Linked DNA regions of Salmo salar: region 2 is linked to region 1. A link is a contact called in public Hi-C data. All regions are on one chromosome and are shown on one strand. The core of a region is the stretch at or near the end of the contact, and the rest is flanking DNA. Distances in the headings are between cores, read along the strand shown. Region 1 holds the start of LOC106572432 (lysine-specific demethylase 5C). Region 2 overlaps LOC106572434 (IQ motif and SEC7 domain-containing protein 1).

Region 1 (7,127 bases), core at 4,611-7,110:
AAATCTTTTAAGGGGGGGGGGGTTAGAAGGATTACTTTATCCTATCCTAGGTATGATGCAACAGGAATTGGGATTCGTCGGACCAGGCAATGTTTTTCCACTCCTCAATTGTCCAGTGTTGGTGATCGCGTTCTCACTGGAGCCACTTCTTGTTGTTTTTAGCTGATAGGAGTGGAACCTGGTGTGGTTGTCTGCTGCAGTAGCCCATCCGTGACAGAGTTGTGCATTCCGAGATGCCGTTCTACACACCACTATTGTACAGCGCCGTTATTTGTCTGTCTGTTAGCTTGCCATTCTCCTTCGACCTCTCTCATCAACTAGTTTTCGCCCAGAGGACTGCCGCTAACTGGATGTTTTTGCACCATTCTCTGTAAACCCTAGACACTTTAGTGCATGAAAAGCCCACGAGGGCAGCCGTTTCTGAGATACTGGGTCCGACGTGCCGATCATACCATGCTCAAAGTCACTTAGATCACTCGTTTTGCCCATTCTGTTCAATCGAACAGTAACCAAATGCCTCGATGCCTGTCTGCCTACTTTATAGAGCAAACCACAGCCACGTGACTCACTCTCTGTAGAAACGATCAATTTTTGTGAACGGGTGGTGTACCTAATAAACTGGCCCGTGAGTGTATACTGCAGTTGTATAGAGTTTGCGTTGCAGTTTCTCAGGTGTATTCTATAAGCTCTCAGCACACACTTATAAGGGAAAGTCACAGGTAGGAGCAATGAGGTAGATTTCTGAAGTTGGCAGCAGGCAGGAAAAAGTATCACACACACACAATTAATCATTTCTATAGCCATAGAACGGATGCTAGTAGTAAATGTACAGTAGAGGGCCTGTAAACCAGTGTTTCACTGTCTGAACTATTATTGGAAACTCTGGACACTGCCAAGACATGAGCTTGAAACTGTTTTAAACACAGGTACCAACATGTAATTGTGCAACGTTATTAATTGGACAAATCTAGTCTCTCGTAATGAAGGAAGCAACCAAGATTTGGTTCTCTGTCGTCGAGATTAGGATAATGCTGACCAATAGAAAGACCAACCCCACCCACCTGGAGCTGAAAAAGTCTTCAACACTAAATACATTCCAGCAGGGTTGTGCATTGTAAACAGCCATTGAGGATAGTTGCAAAAAATGTCCCTTGACTTTGCAATAATTTATTCAGCTTAATGTCTTTGTTAATTTCCATGGCAGGTCTTCATCACTGAAAGGTATCCTTTTTGAATGTAGACCTCAGAGAAATGTTGCTTTGTCTTAAACTTTTATGACTATTGCACGGTTCAATAGCAGTCTTATGCTCTATGGTCTTCTACATGTTAAGAGAAGTCATCTGATTTCATAAGATTTACATGCATTCCCTATGGGGTGTGTGGATTAATGATACTACAAATCATATTTTTGAATGTTTTTAAGCTTTTTTTGCTGTTGAATAAATGTTACATATATACTTGCTATGAGTATGATGAATATTGTCTAATAACATAACTGTTTTGATCCAGTGATTAATTATATATAAATAATTGATTGATTGATTGATTAGATGTTTGATTATAAATGATTATACAGAGGATATATACACATGTATTAATTCCCTCATACTTTTGATATGTAACGAGGGTGTTATAAAGTGTGATTTCTTTTTGTTCTCTATGATGATTGCCATCGATAACTTCTATTATCAGTTATTATTATTGATTGTTGAAAATATTAGTTCATATTTATAACTTTTTGTTATAATATAGTTGTGTACCCTCTCTATCTCCCTCCCTTTTTTCTGAACTTGCAGTGGCACAGTGTCTAAAAATGGGGTCATTGGAGTCTAAATTCACCTTAACAGATAGGGGACCATTTTAAATTATGTTTATGTAGTCTTATGTGTTTTGAATCAACTCTTTCCAGACCCCTTCGAAATATCCTCTTAAGGGCTTTGACCTTTGAGCTGGTCATATACAATGACCCTAATTTAATTGGTGACCCTGCCGTTTGTGTTCTCTCTATTATCAGGAGACTCGCTTACAAGCATCAGGTCTTGTTGAGTTTCTCACATGGCGTGTGTTTGGACAGTTTATGTCTTTGAACAAGCACGCTTTGTAATGCAGTTTTGTGATTTTGCACACGTGGTGTCTTAAAGTCAGAAATTGCATTCTTTTAAAAACGCTCCTCCCATACCCCCTTGCCAGTCCTCAGAGAACTCACCACCACCCAAATACCCTTCACCCCAGCAACCTTACTGAATGTGCTTGTCATTAGATCAAACAAGTTTGCTCATCTTCTCCTCTATCATCTCTGTCGACCCACTTTTTAACCTCCTCTCTCTGTCCTTCTATTGCACTGTGTTAGAACAATGCTAGGTTGAAGAAGGGACAAAGGAAGGGACAAAAGGAAATAATTAAATTTTAGGATGTAAGATGTAGTTAGAAATGTTAGACAATACTTGTTAAAACTAAGAGACAGATTAACTTTAAAATCCAGAATAAGAGTATGTGTAGTCAGGGAAAAATAAGAGGTTTTAGGGGTGGTTAATGTTGAAGCTTTGTGTTGGCTACTTCCTGTCTAATTTCCTCTGTATTGTACCTTTGTGACCCCTCTTGCATGAATATATCTGCACTTATTGAATGGATTGTACTGTATAAATATGAATGTACATATTATATTACAAATACTTAATAACTTTGGAAATAAATATTTCCATTTTGTTATTAAGGTGTGTGCCTGTGCGCGTGTGAGCGTGCATGCCTGCGTGTGTGAGAAAGAAAGAGGAGCAGGGGGACTTTGGTCCGATTTAATTATTTTTATTTTAGACTGAAGGTTAGATAATAAATTAGAGTACTGAAATGTTTGTATGTCAGAGCACTAATTGATATTATTTTAAACATACAACAAGTATGATCCTAAGAATTTAATTTGTGTATGTAGTAAGTGTAAACTGAAAGAATAGAGAATTGAGATGTGAATATTTATTGCTTCTGACATATTAAAAAGTGTCCTTGCAGTGACGCGATCTTCTGTCTTATATTGACGTCTTCTTGACTGCAAATGTGATGGATGATGAACACAGCTCCATCATTGGGCTTTCTAAACCCTGTTTTACAATGTAATCAACAGCACCATCTAATGGCTAAACGCAATTTCTGCCACCCATGATCATGATGTCCCTGGGACGTGATGCTCTTGGAACAGGTATTATTCCTGAGACTGATTGTAGGTGTGATACTGAATGAGGTCCCTAGGACTGGACAACATAGCTTTTTCTTTGTACTTCATTTAAAAAAAAGTCTCCAACACCAGCCTAAATCCTATTATGGGGAGGCAGGTAGTCTAGTGGTTAGAGCGTTGGGCCAGTAACCGAAAGGTTGCAGGATCGAATCCCCGAGCCGACAAGGTAAACATCTGTCACTCTGTCCATGAACAAGGCAGTTCACCCACTCTTCCCGGTAGGCCATCATTGTAAATAAGAATTAGTTCTTAACCGAGTTGCCTAGTTAAATAAAAACAATTAAGTAGGTAGTGATTTATGACTTCAGTTTAAAACTAGGTTATAATAGGCATGGCTCACTCATCCAGTCGTGTACATTTGTGAGGTGAAAAGGAAAAATGTCCTTCATTTATGCTTAATTTTATCAGGCAAATAATTCCCAGCATTAAGCCGATCACCAATGATTTAAAAAAAGTATCCTATCAGATAAAAAAAAGTAATCGATCATCATCACCCCCAACTGTGTTTTGATAGCCAAATACACCTCTGCTGTTTTCAATCAAGATCTCAGCGATCACTGACTCATTGCCTGCATCTGTAATGGGTCTGCGACCAAACCTCATCACTGTCAAACGCTCCCTAAAACACTTCTGCGAGCAGGCCTTTCTAATCGACCTGGCCGGGGTATCCTGGAATGACATTGACCTCATCCTGTCAGTATATGATGGCTGGCTATTCTTTAAAAGTGCCTTCCTCACCATCTTAAATAAGCATGCCCCACTCAAAAAATGTAGAACTAGGAATACAGTGAGGGAAAAAAGTATTTGATCCCCTGCTGATTTTGTACGTTTACCCACTGACAAAGAAATGATCGGTCTATAATTTTAACGGTAGGTTTATTTGAACAGTGAGAGACAGAATAACAACAACAAAATCCAGAAAAACGCATGTCAAAAATGTTATACATTTATTTGCATTTTAATGAGGGAAATAAGTATTTGACCCCTCTGCAAAACATGACTTAGTACTTGGTGGCAAAACCCTTGTTGGCAATCACAGAGGTCAGACGTTTCTTGTAGTTATCCACCAGGTTTGCACACATCTCAGGAAGGATTTTGTCCCACTCCGCTTTGCAGATCTTCTCCAAGTCAACAGGCCCAAATCGGAGGGCCTGTTGTCCGGACCTCTGGCAGTCTATGGGTGTGCCACGGGGTTCAATTCTCGGGCCAACTCTCTTCTCTGTATACATCAATGATGTTGTTCTTGCTGCTGGTGATTCTCTGATCCACCTCTACGCAGACGACACCATTCTGTATACTTCTGGCCCCTCTTTGGACACTGTGTTAACTAACCTCCAGACGAGCTTCAATGCCATACAACTCTCCTTCCGTGGCCTCCAACTGCTCTTTAACGCAAGTAAAACTAAATGCATGCTATTCAATCGATCACTGCCCGCACCTGCTCGCCCGTCCAGCATCACTACTCTGGACGGCTCTGACTTAGAATACGTGGACAACTACAAATACCTGGGTGTCTGGTTTGACTGCAAACTCTACTTCCAGACTCACATTAAGCATCTCCAACCCAAAATTAAATTTAGAATCGGCTTCCTATATCGCAACAAAGCATCCTTCACTCATGCTGCCAAACATACCCTCGTAAAACTGACCATCCTACCGATCCTCGACTTCAGTGATGTCATCATAAAATAGCCTCCAACACTGTACTCAACAAACTGGATGCAGTCTATCACAGTACCATCCGTTTTGTCACCAAAGCCCCATACACTACTCACCACTGCGACCTGTATGCTCTAGTTGGTTAGCCCTCGCTTCATACTCGTCGCCAAACCCACTGGCTACAGGTTATCTACAAGTCTCGGCTAGGTAAAGCCTTATCTCAGCTCACTGGTCACCATAGCAGCACCCACTCGAAGCATGCGCTCCAGCAGGTATATCTCACTGGTCACCCCCAAAGCCAATTCCTCCTTTGGTCGCCTTTCCTTACAGTTCTCTGCTGTCAATGACTGGAACGAACTGCAAAAACCTCTGAACCTGGAGACTCATATCTCCCTCATTAGCTTTAAGCACCAGCTGTCAGAGCAGCTCACATATCACCGCACCTGTACATAGCCCATCTGTAAACAGCCCATCTATCTACCTACCTCATCCCCATACTGTATTTATTTATTTATCTTGCTCATTTGCTTGCTCCTCTCTACGTGCACATTCATCTTCTGCACATCTACCATTCCAGTGTTTAATTGCTATATTGTAATTACTTCACCACCATTGCCTATTTATTGCCTTAACTTACCTCATTTGCACTCATTAGACTTTTTGTTTTCTTTTGTTCTACTGTATTATTGACTGTATGTTTTGTTTATTCCATGTGTACCTCTGTGTTGTTGTATGTGTCGAATTGCTATGCTTTATCTTGGCCAGGTCGCAGTTGCAAATGAGAACTTGTTCTCAACTAGCCTACCTGGTTAAAAAAAAAAATAGCAAGAGGTGCCAGTAGGTATATTACTCCGTGTCACGTACCTGCATCATGCAACTCTGCCATCCTCCACATCTGAATTAATGTGCAGTACCGTCTGCTGCCATTCTTATTCATTGAATATTGGCACACGTTTTAAACTATATACTAATTGTATGTAGCCATGCGTATACTGGTGATACAATTCAGTGAATGGGCATCATAATTCGTGAAATAGGTCAAGATAAGAGAAAATGCGTCTATGAACTACTTTCTATAAACGAGCGAATGTGGAGGGATTAATTCCTACCCTCTCTTCCGCTCAAATAACTAATCTGTCGTAGTCAGTAGTTGAGAGATTTAAGGTTGTGCTTAGGCAATGATGAAACTAAGATGGCGTCTAACACGGACAGGATGAACGGGGGATAGCGAAGTTGGTCACAAATTGATTTGATGGGGACGTAATTCTCACAGTCACTCGTTGTACAAGCAAACGAGTCTTTGAAGTGGATAATCTTTACCCTTCTACATCAATAGAAGTGGGTCTATGGGGGAAGCGAGGCTGAAAACGGCTAACTTTACGTGAGCTAACTGGACCTAGCTTGTTAGCTAACGTTCGCTAGCTAACCAGCGACAGCTAGCTAAACAACAACAAAGTAAGGAGGATAGTCTCAGGAGAAGGAAGTGTCTACGGGATTGTCCGGAATCTTTTGATATAAAATTAAGCAATTCACATCTGGCTTGGGACACGTCCAAAACAGAAGTAACCAATATGTCAAGTTAAACTTCCACGCCAATTTGCAGTGATATCCGAGACCGGAGGTGCTGCCTGGGGTGGGCTGAAAAGTGGAGGCCATAACGACCATTCGCTTCAGCCACCCTAATCGTGACCCAGTGCTGAACAATAGACCCCGTGAGCTTTCAAGACACCTAAACGGCCCATTATTGGTGACATCGGAATCCATTATTTCGTCTTTGACCACGCTGAACGTGTCAGGAAGAGTTGCTGTCCAAGTACCAAGTATCTAATATGATGTAAGTCTATATAGTCTAATAACGTTAGATATACATCTTATCAAGTAAGTTAGCTAACTAGTTAAGCTGCTAAAAATCACAAACTCCTTGGGATTTTCCTAGCTTGTCACCAAGGACCTATGTGTGTGCCAAATGGCCCATATTTTGTGGTGTTTGACAATGACAACATTAATTTGTTACCTAACTTGGATGGGTTGCTCCCATATTTGGTCTTGTTAAGTGGATGGGTGCAATCAGGCCTTCCATTTAAGTAATTTAGCCTTAACTCGTGTGACGTCTGTATGTTGAGATTAGGGACTTTACAATTTGAGAATGTGTCCCAACATTTGAGTACTAAGCTTCCTCAAATGTCTTTATCATTATTTTCTAGTGACAGGAAATGAAGGAGGCCTTCTCAGATAATAACAT
Region 2 (7,199 bases), core at 1,271-3,770, 43 kb before region 1:
ATTGAAGTAACAGACACATCACAACATCAACTGTTCAGAGGAGACTGCGTGAATCAGGCCTTCATGGTCGAATTGAAACCACTACTAAAGGACACCAATAATAAGAAGAGACTTGCTTGGGCCAAGAAACACAAGCAATGGACATTAGGTGGAAATGTGTCCTTTTGTCTGATGAGTCCAAATTTGTAATTTTTGGTGCCAACCGCCGTGTCTTTGTGAGACGAAGAGTAGGTGAACGGATGATCTCCGCATACATGGTTCCCACCTTGGAGCATGGAGGAGGAGGTGTGATGGTGCTTTGCTGGTGATATTGTCTGTGATTTACTTAGAGTTCAAGGCACACTTAACCAGCATGGCTACCACAGCATTCTGCAGCGATACGTCATCCCATCTGGTTTGCACTTAGTGGGACGATCATTTGTTTTTCAACAGGACAATGACCCAACACACCTCCAGGCTGTGTAAGGGCTATTTGACCAAGAAGGAGAGTGATGGCATGCTGCATCAGATGACCTGGCCTCCACAATCACCCGACCTCAACCCAATTGAGATGCTTTGGGATGAGTTGGACCGCAGAGTGAAGGAAAAGCAGCCAACAAGTGCTCCGCATATGTGGGAACTCCTTCAAGACTGTTGGAAAAACATTCCAGGTGAAGCTGGTTGAGAGAATGCCAAGAGTGTGCAAAGCTGTAGGCAAAGGGTGGATACTTTGAAGAATCTAAAATCTAAAATATATTTTGATTTTTTAAACACTTTTTTGGTTACTACATGATTCCATGGTTTTCATGTCTTCACTATTATTCTACAATGTAGAAAAAAGTAAAAATAAAGAAAAACCCTTGAATGAGTAGGCTGTAATTTCAGTAATACGTGTAGTATACAAAAACATTTTGCTAATATGTAAAATGACAGAATTGCAGGAGATTTTTTATTAAAGGCTATTTTTCTCCAACCTGCAAATACGATGATCGACGACTCATGCAATCTTTCCACTCCTACTCTTGTCTATGGTGGTCTGCGAACCCACAACCTTCTGACCCGCAGCCCTGTGCACTATCAAAATTCCTGGGTTGCCATGTAATGCTTACAGGACAAAAACAGTGTCTAAATCTAAGGCTCTGGTCTGTCCAAGATTTGAGGGTAAATGGTAGACATGTTCTCTGCTATCCACTTTATTTTAATTATTATTTTGGGTATAGGGTGGGTCACTTGTTTATTTTTCAAGCGTTTAGGGAGGGTTTAGGTCAAAGATATTTTGCTGAAGGGAGGGCCATCCATTTTCATTTCAGAGAGGTCCGATTTTCTCCATGTAACCATTATTATAAATAACGTTCACTCCCTTAGCTTTACTATGATGATCTTGACCTCTGGCTTCAGCTGACACATAGACACAGAAACTTTACTTAAAACTGTTTCCTTTTTACACATTTAGGATATGACAGGAACATGTCAACAGCCTCCTGCTCCTCTCTTCTCTCAGTATCATTTCCACCAATGTATGCTTTGATCAACTTTTTGTCATGTATTTCTATCTCATGCTTTTTCTCTTTTTCTTGCTATCTGTTTTCTCTGTTTCTCTGTGTATCTTCTGTCTTTCTCCATCCTCTCCCTCCCTACTTCCATGTCTTCTTCCCTCACTCTATCTCCTTCCCTACCTCCCTTTCCGTCTGTCTATCACCCTGTCTCCATTCCTTTCTCTCTGTCTGTCTCTCGCTTTACTCATTCCCGTTGGTTCCTCAGTGAGGAGTGTGAGGATGATGCATCCCATCAGTTCTGTTGTCCCTCCTCAGGGTGCAGTAGCCCCTCCTCTCGATAACCCTGCACTTTGATTGGTCTCTTGACATCAAGCTGGACAGCTGATTGGTCTCATGGAGTCAAGCTGGACAGCTCAGTCAATCACCTGAGTCGGACTCTCAGTCTCTATGAGGGACTCCAGTTGAATGACACTGGACAGAGCCCCAGTCTGGATGGATTTAAATGGAATGATCCTTCTTTAGTTGCATGCGAATTTTAGTCTCAGTGTGATAGTTGTTGTGATAGTGATTTACCAGAAAGTATGACTCAGTGGTAGTTGGTTCATGAACTGTAATGTTTTCTTCACATACTGTATATCTCTGTCTCTTATTTGCTCACTGTCTGAGATCATTAGATTTTCTCTGCTCATCTCACACCTGTCTCCTCAGTTTTAAAGTAGCCTAGTCATTCTTTGTGTTCAGCAGCTACTACACTGCCACCAAAGTCTGTGAGAAGTTAGATCTTATCATCACACAATGAGATTGAACCAAAAAAAAAACTATTTCAATGGGTTGAATGTCCTGGTATTTGTTTGTGTTTGTTTAGAAATGTTAGAGGACATTGATCTGTATCTGAAATAAACATATCATAATTGGTGCAGAGAAGAATTGAAAAAACGGTCCTGATGTACACCCATCATAATTTACCACTGTAAATGTAGTTGTAGTGTAGACCTCGGGACAGCAGAGGGCACAGTGATTATAATCTCAATGGTAGAGTAGTCCTACTGTACTTCTCAACTGTGTCTCTGAGACACATACAGTAATCGACCGGTAACTGTGGGCACGGGCATCTTCAATAAAATGTTGGTGACCAATAGAAAATGATATCTGTGTGTATTTATGATGTATGCGTGTTTTCTTTACTTGATTAGGCCTACACATGAACACACCCACACACTTATGAAGGTATAGTAGTGTACAGTATAGCAGAAATGCAGTATGACGTGACATAATACACCAGGTATCAAGCTATATAGACCTGACTCCATCTCTTCATTGGTGCCATTTGAATGAGAAGTTAATTATCCCACCTCTGACCCTTTCTCTCCTAGCTGTTCTGTTGTGACTGGTGTGTTTGTACTATTTGTCACTGTGTAATAGTGTGTGCCTGCCTGTCGGTCAGCTGGGTAATGTGAGAAGGAAAGAAACAGGGGGAGGGAGTGTGAGAGAGTTTGGGCAGGGTGAGTAAGTTCAGAGCTGTCAAAAGACTGTAAGGAATATATCCTTGCTGCTCTGAAGGGCGAGTGAGAGAATGTGAGTGTGTGTTTGTGAAGTGTGTGTGTGTTTGTTATCACGCTTCACCAGTCTGTGTGGGACCTCTCTTTAACTGCAGCAGCAGCACGGTAAGGACTCTTGATTTCACTCCCAAACTTTCTATACAGCGCAACAAAGATGACATGCTGTAACTAAGTGTTGAGTGATTGTCAGTTGGATTGTATGTAAAACGTGTGTATGCACTGTATGTGTTTTTTATAGAGCTCACTGAGTCAGTATGACTGAGTCACTATGCAGGACCTACTGTGTTACGAAGGCTGTTTAACTCAGCTCCAGTCTATGTCCTTGATGCATTTCTTTCTATTTGAACAGCTTCTATAGATACTATGACTGTGTATGGACAGTTAACTGTACACAATGAAATATACCTGCTGAGCTGAGATAAGGCGGAGCTTTACCTAGCAAAGACTTATAGATGACCTGGAGCCAGTGGGTTTGGCGACAAATATGTAGCGATGTGAGGATACATCAGGGTTATTGGAAGTGTTCATTACAGTAAGTTCATGTTTGCGACAGTGAGAGGTTACATTCAGTAGTGATGAAAGCAGACCTGTCGTGTTCCCTGTCTATAGATAGAGCCGAGGGTGGAAGTAGATTGAGTGAAATGTAGGAGGATTTCTTTAGATTTTCCCATGATGTCAAGCAAAGAGGCACTGAGTTTGAAGGTAGGCCTTGAAATACATCCACAGGTACACCTCCAATTGACTCAAATGATGTCAATTAGCCTATCAGAAGCTTCTAAATCCATGACATAATTTTCTGGACTTTTCCAAGCTGTTTAAAGGCACAGTCAACTTAGTGTATGTAAACTTCTGACCCACTGGAATTGTGACACAGTGAATTATAAGTGAAATAATCTGTCTGTAAACAATTCTTGGAATAATTACTTGTAGATATTACAAAGTAGATGTCCTAACCAACTTGCCAAAACTATAGTTTGTTAACAAGAAATTTGTGGAGTGGTTGAAAAACAAGTTATAATGACTCCAACCTAAGTGTATGTAAACTTCCAACTTCAACTGTATGTACAATATCAGTATGTGAGTAATGTCTGTGAGGGAACAGGTTTTATGTTGGAGATTATCAGAGAGTCAGTTAGATGGAGGAGTGGAATTAGTGGATGGAGTGTAGGACGCAGAAGAATGCTGGAATCTGACAAATGAATGATTTGTTTGTTCTCTCACAGTATTCACTTCTTCTGAGTTCTACAATGAAAGTTATTCAACTCATGGGTAAATGTGTTCATTTCCTGTTTCAGACATGATGTACAGTAAGAGCGATATTATCTATGTTTCCATCATTACTAGAATATAGCTGTTTGATGATGTAACATTATCACCAAATAGCGGTGATGGTTCATACACTACATTACCATAAGTATGTGGACAGGGGCATTGTCATGCTGAACCAGGAAAGGGCCTTCCCTAAACTGTTGCCACAAAGTTGGAAGCACAGAATTGTCTAGAATGTCATTGTATGCTGTAGTGTTAAGATTTCCCTTCACTGGAACTAAGGAGCCTGAGCGATGAAAAACAGCCCCAGACCTTTATTCCTCCTCCACCAAACTTTACAGTTGGCACTATGCACTGGGGCAGGTAGCCTTCTCCAGGCATCCGCCAAACCCAGATTAGTCAGTCGGACTTCCAGATAATGAAGCGTGATTCATCACTCCAGAGAACGCGTTTCCACGGCTCCAGAGTCCAATGGCAGCAAGCTTTACACCACTCCAGCCAACGCTTTGCATTGCGCATGGTGATCTTAGGCTTGTGTGCGGCTGGTTGGCCATGGAAATCCTTCTCATGAAGCTCCTGACGAACAGTTATTGTGCTGACGTTGCTTCCAAAGGCAGTTTGGTGAGTGTTACAACTGAGGACAGACGATTTTTACACCCTACGCGCTTCAGCACTCGGTTTTCCTTTTCTGTGAGCTTGTGTTGCCTACCACTTCGCGGCGGAGTTGTTGTTGCTCCTAGAGGTTTCCACTTCACAATAACAGCACTTACAGTTGACCGGGGCAGCTCTAGCAGGGCAGACATTTGATGAACTGACTTGTTGGAAAGGTGGCATCCTATGCCATGTTGAAAGTCACTGAGCTCTTCAGTAAGGCCATTCTACTGCCAATGTTTGTCTATGGAGATTGCATGGCGGTGTGCTCATTTCTATATACCTATCAGCAACGGGTGTGGCTTAAAATTGCCAAATCCAATAATTTGAAGGGGTGTCCACATACTTTGGCTATATACAGTGCATTCGGAAAGTATTCACACCTTTTCCACATTTTGTTACGTTACAGCCTTATTCTAAAATTGATTAAATTCTTTTTTTTCCTCATCAATCTACACACAAAACCCCATAATGACAAAGCAAAAACCAGTTTTTAGAATTTTTTATGGAAATATCACTTTTACATAAGTGTTCAGACCCTTTACTCAGTACTTTGTTGAAGCACCTTTGGCAGCCATTACAGCCTCGAGTCTTCTTGGGTATGACGCTACAAGCTTGGCACACCTGTATTTGGGGAGTTTCTCCTGTTCTTCTCTGCAGATCCTCTCAAGCTCTGTCAGGTTGCATGGCTGTGTGCTCAATTTTATACACCTGTCAGCTGAAATAGCCCGAATCCACTAATTTGAAGAGGTGTCCACATACTTTGGTATATACAGTGTAGCTTACATAAACTAAAGTCTGTTGTTGTTCTCTCTGGAAGGCTGGTCAGTGGTGTTTTCCTTTGATGGGTCTTGGAAAGGATTGTTTTATTCTATCACTATTGCTAAAACATAAGGCTTGGGTTACTCTCAACCCCGGTGTCTGTCTGTGAGCTCTATTGTGGAGACAGAACAAGGAAAAGGTGAGGGACAAGTGAGGGGTGAAGGACAGACAGAGACAGAGGAGACAAAGGAGGTGGCATGTGAGAGGAGGCTGTTAACCTCTTGGGGCTATGTGGGACGCTAGCGTGCCACCCGTGGTGCACCCTATCAACAGCAGGTGCATTTCAAGAGCGGCAAATTTGAAACAAAATAAATGTCAAAATTCAAATTTTTCAAACATACAACTATCTTACACCCTTTGAAAGATAAACATCTCCTTAATCTAACCACGTTGTCCGATTTCAAAAAGGTTTTACGGCGAAAGGATAAAGTTAGATTATGTTAGGAGAGTACATTGACAATAGCTGTGTGTAATGTTTTGTCAATTCAAAGACAGGCGTCACCAAAACCATAAAACCAGCTAAAATGATGCACTAACCTTTGACAATCTCCATCAGATGACACTCCTAGGACATTATGTTAGACAATGCATGCATTTTTAGTTCTATCAAGTTCATATTTATATCCAAAAACAGCGTTTTACTATGGCGTTGATGTTCAGGAAATCGTTTCCCTCCAATAACCGGCAGTCAAGTCAGCACCACAAATTAAATAATTAAAATTAGAAAACATTGGTAAAATATTATATTGTCATTTAAAGAATTATAGATTTACATCTCTTGAACGCAATCGACTTGCCAGATTTAAAAATAACCTTACTGGGAAATCACACTTTGCAATAATCTGAGCACTGCGCCCAGAAAAATACGCTTTGCGATACAGACTGACCGCCATGTTGGAGAGATCTAAAATCGAAAATACTATGTAAATAATCCATTACCTTTGATTCTCTTCATCAGATGTCACTTCCAGGATTTCCCAGGTCCATAACGAATGTAGTTTTGTTCAAAAAAGCTCATCATTTATGTCCAAAAAGCTCCGTGTTGTTAGCACATGATGTAAGCCCGCCGGACTTCACTTCATGAACGAGGGGAAAAAATATATTTACGTTCGTTCAAACATGTCAAACGATGTATAGCATAAATCATTAGTGCCTTTTTTAACCAGAACATGAATAATATTCAAGGTGGACGAATGCATTCTCTTTTAAAACGTATTGGAACGAGGGTACCCAACATGACCTCGTGCGCCAGAGTCTAATCGGCCATCACCGTTCCAAGGCTCTTGTTCGGTCAGATCTCACAGTAGAAGACTCAAAACACTTTGTAAAGGCTGGTGACATCTAGTGGAAGCAATAGGAAGTGCCAAAACATTAATCAGCCCCTGTGTGTTTCAATGGCATAGGCTTAAAGGTAATTCAACAC

Evidence for each region. Hi-C and Micro-C count contacts between places; a contact is called where the count stands out from the background.
Region 2: a Hi-C map of muscle shows a contact between it and region 1, with 7 times the contacts expected there. The contact joins the enhancer-like site here to the promoter of LOC106572432 in region 1. A contact is called at or near these places in 2 of 3 Hi-C or Micro-C datasets (gill and muscle).

The regions. Positions count from the first base shown.
Region 1 is chrssa15:86,729,899-86,737,025 of Ssal_v3.1, reverse strand. LOC106572432 (lysine-specific demethylase 5C) reads left to right here and starts at 5,860. Exons shown (of 27, transcript XM_014146614.2): 1 at 5,860-6,719. The coding sequence starts at 6,715. LOC106572434 (IQ motif and SEC7 domain-containing protein 1) reads left to right here. Exons shown (of 16, transcript XM_045696222.1): 16 at 1-3,006.
Region 2 is chrssa15:86,769,897-86,777,095 of Ssal_v3.1, reverse strand. The region is part of intron 1 of LOC106572434 (IQ motif and SEC7 domain-containing protein 1); the gene reads left to right. Among protein-coding and RNA genes, the nearest start is that of LOC106572432, 42 kb to the right of the region's middle. Within about 2 kb of position 2,520, at least 1 of the 13 cell types and tissues checked has an H3K27ac peak or open chromatin away from gene starts, as enhancers often do. A contact at or near this core is called in muscle, where this site is marked.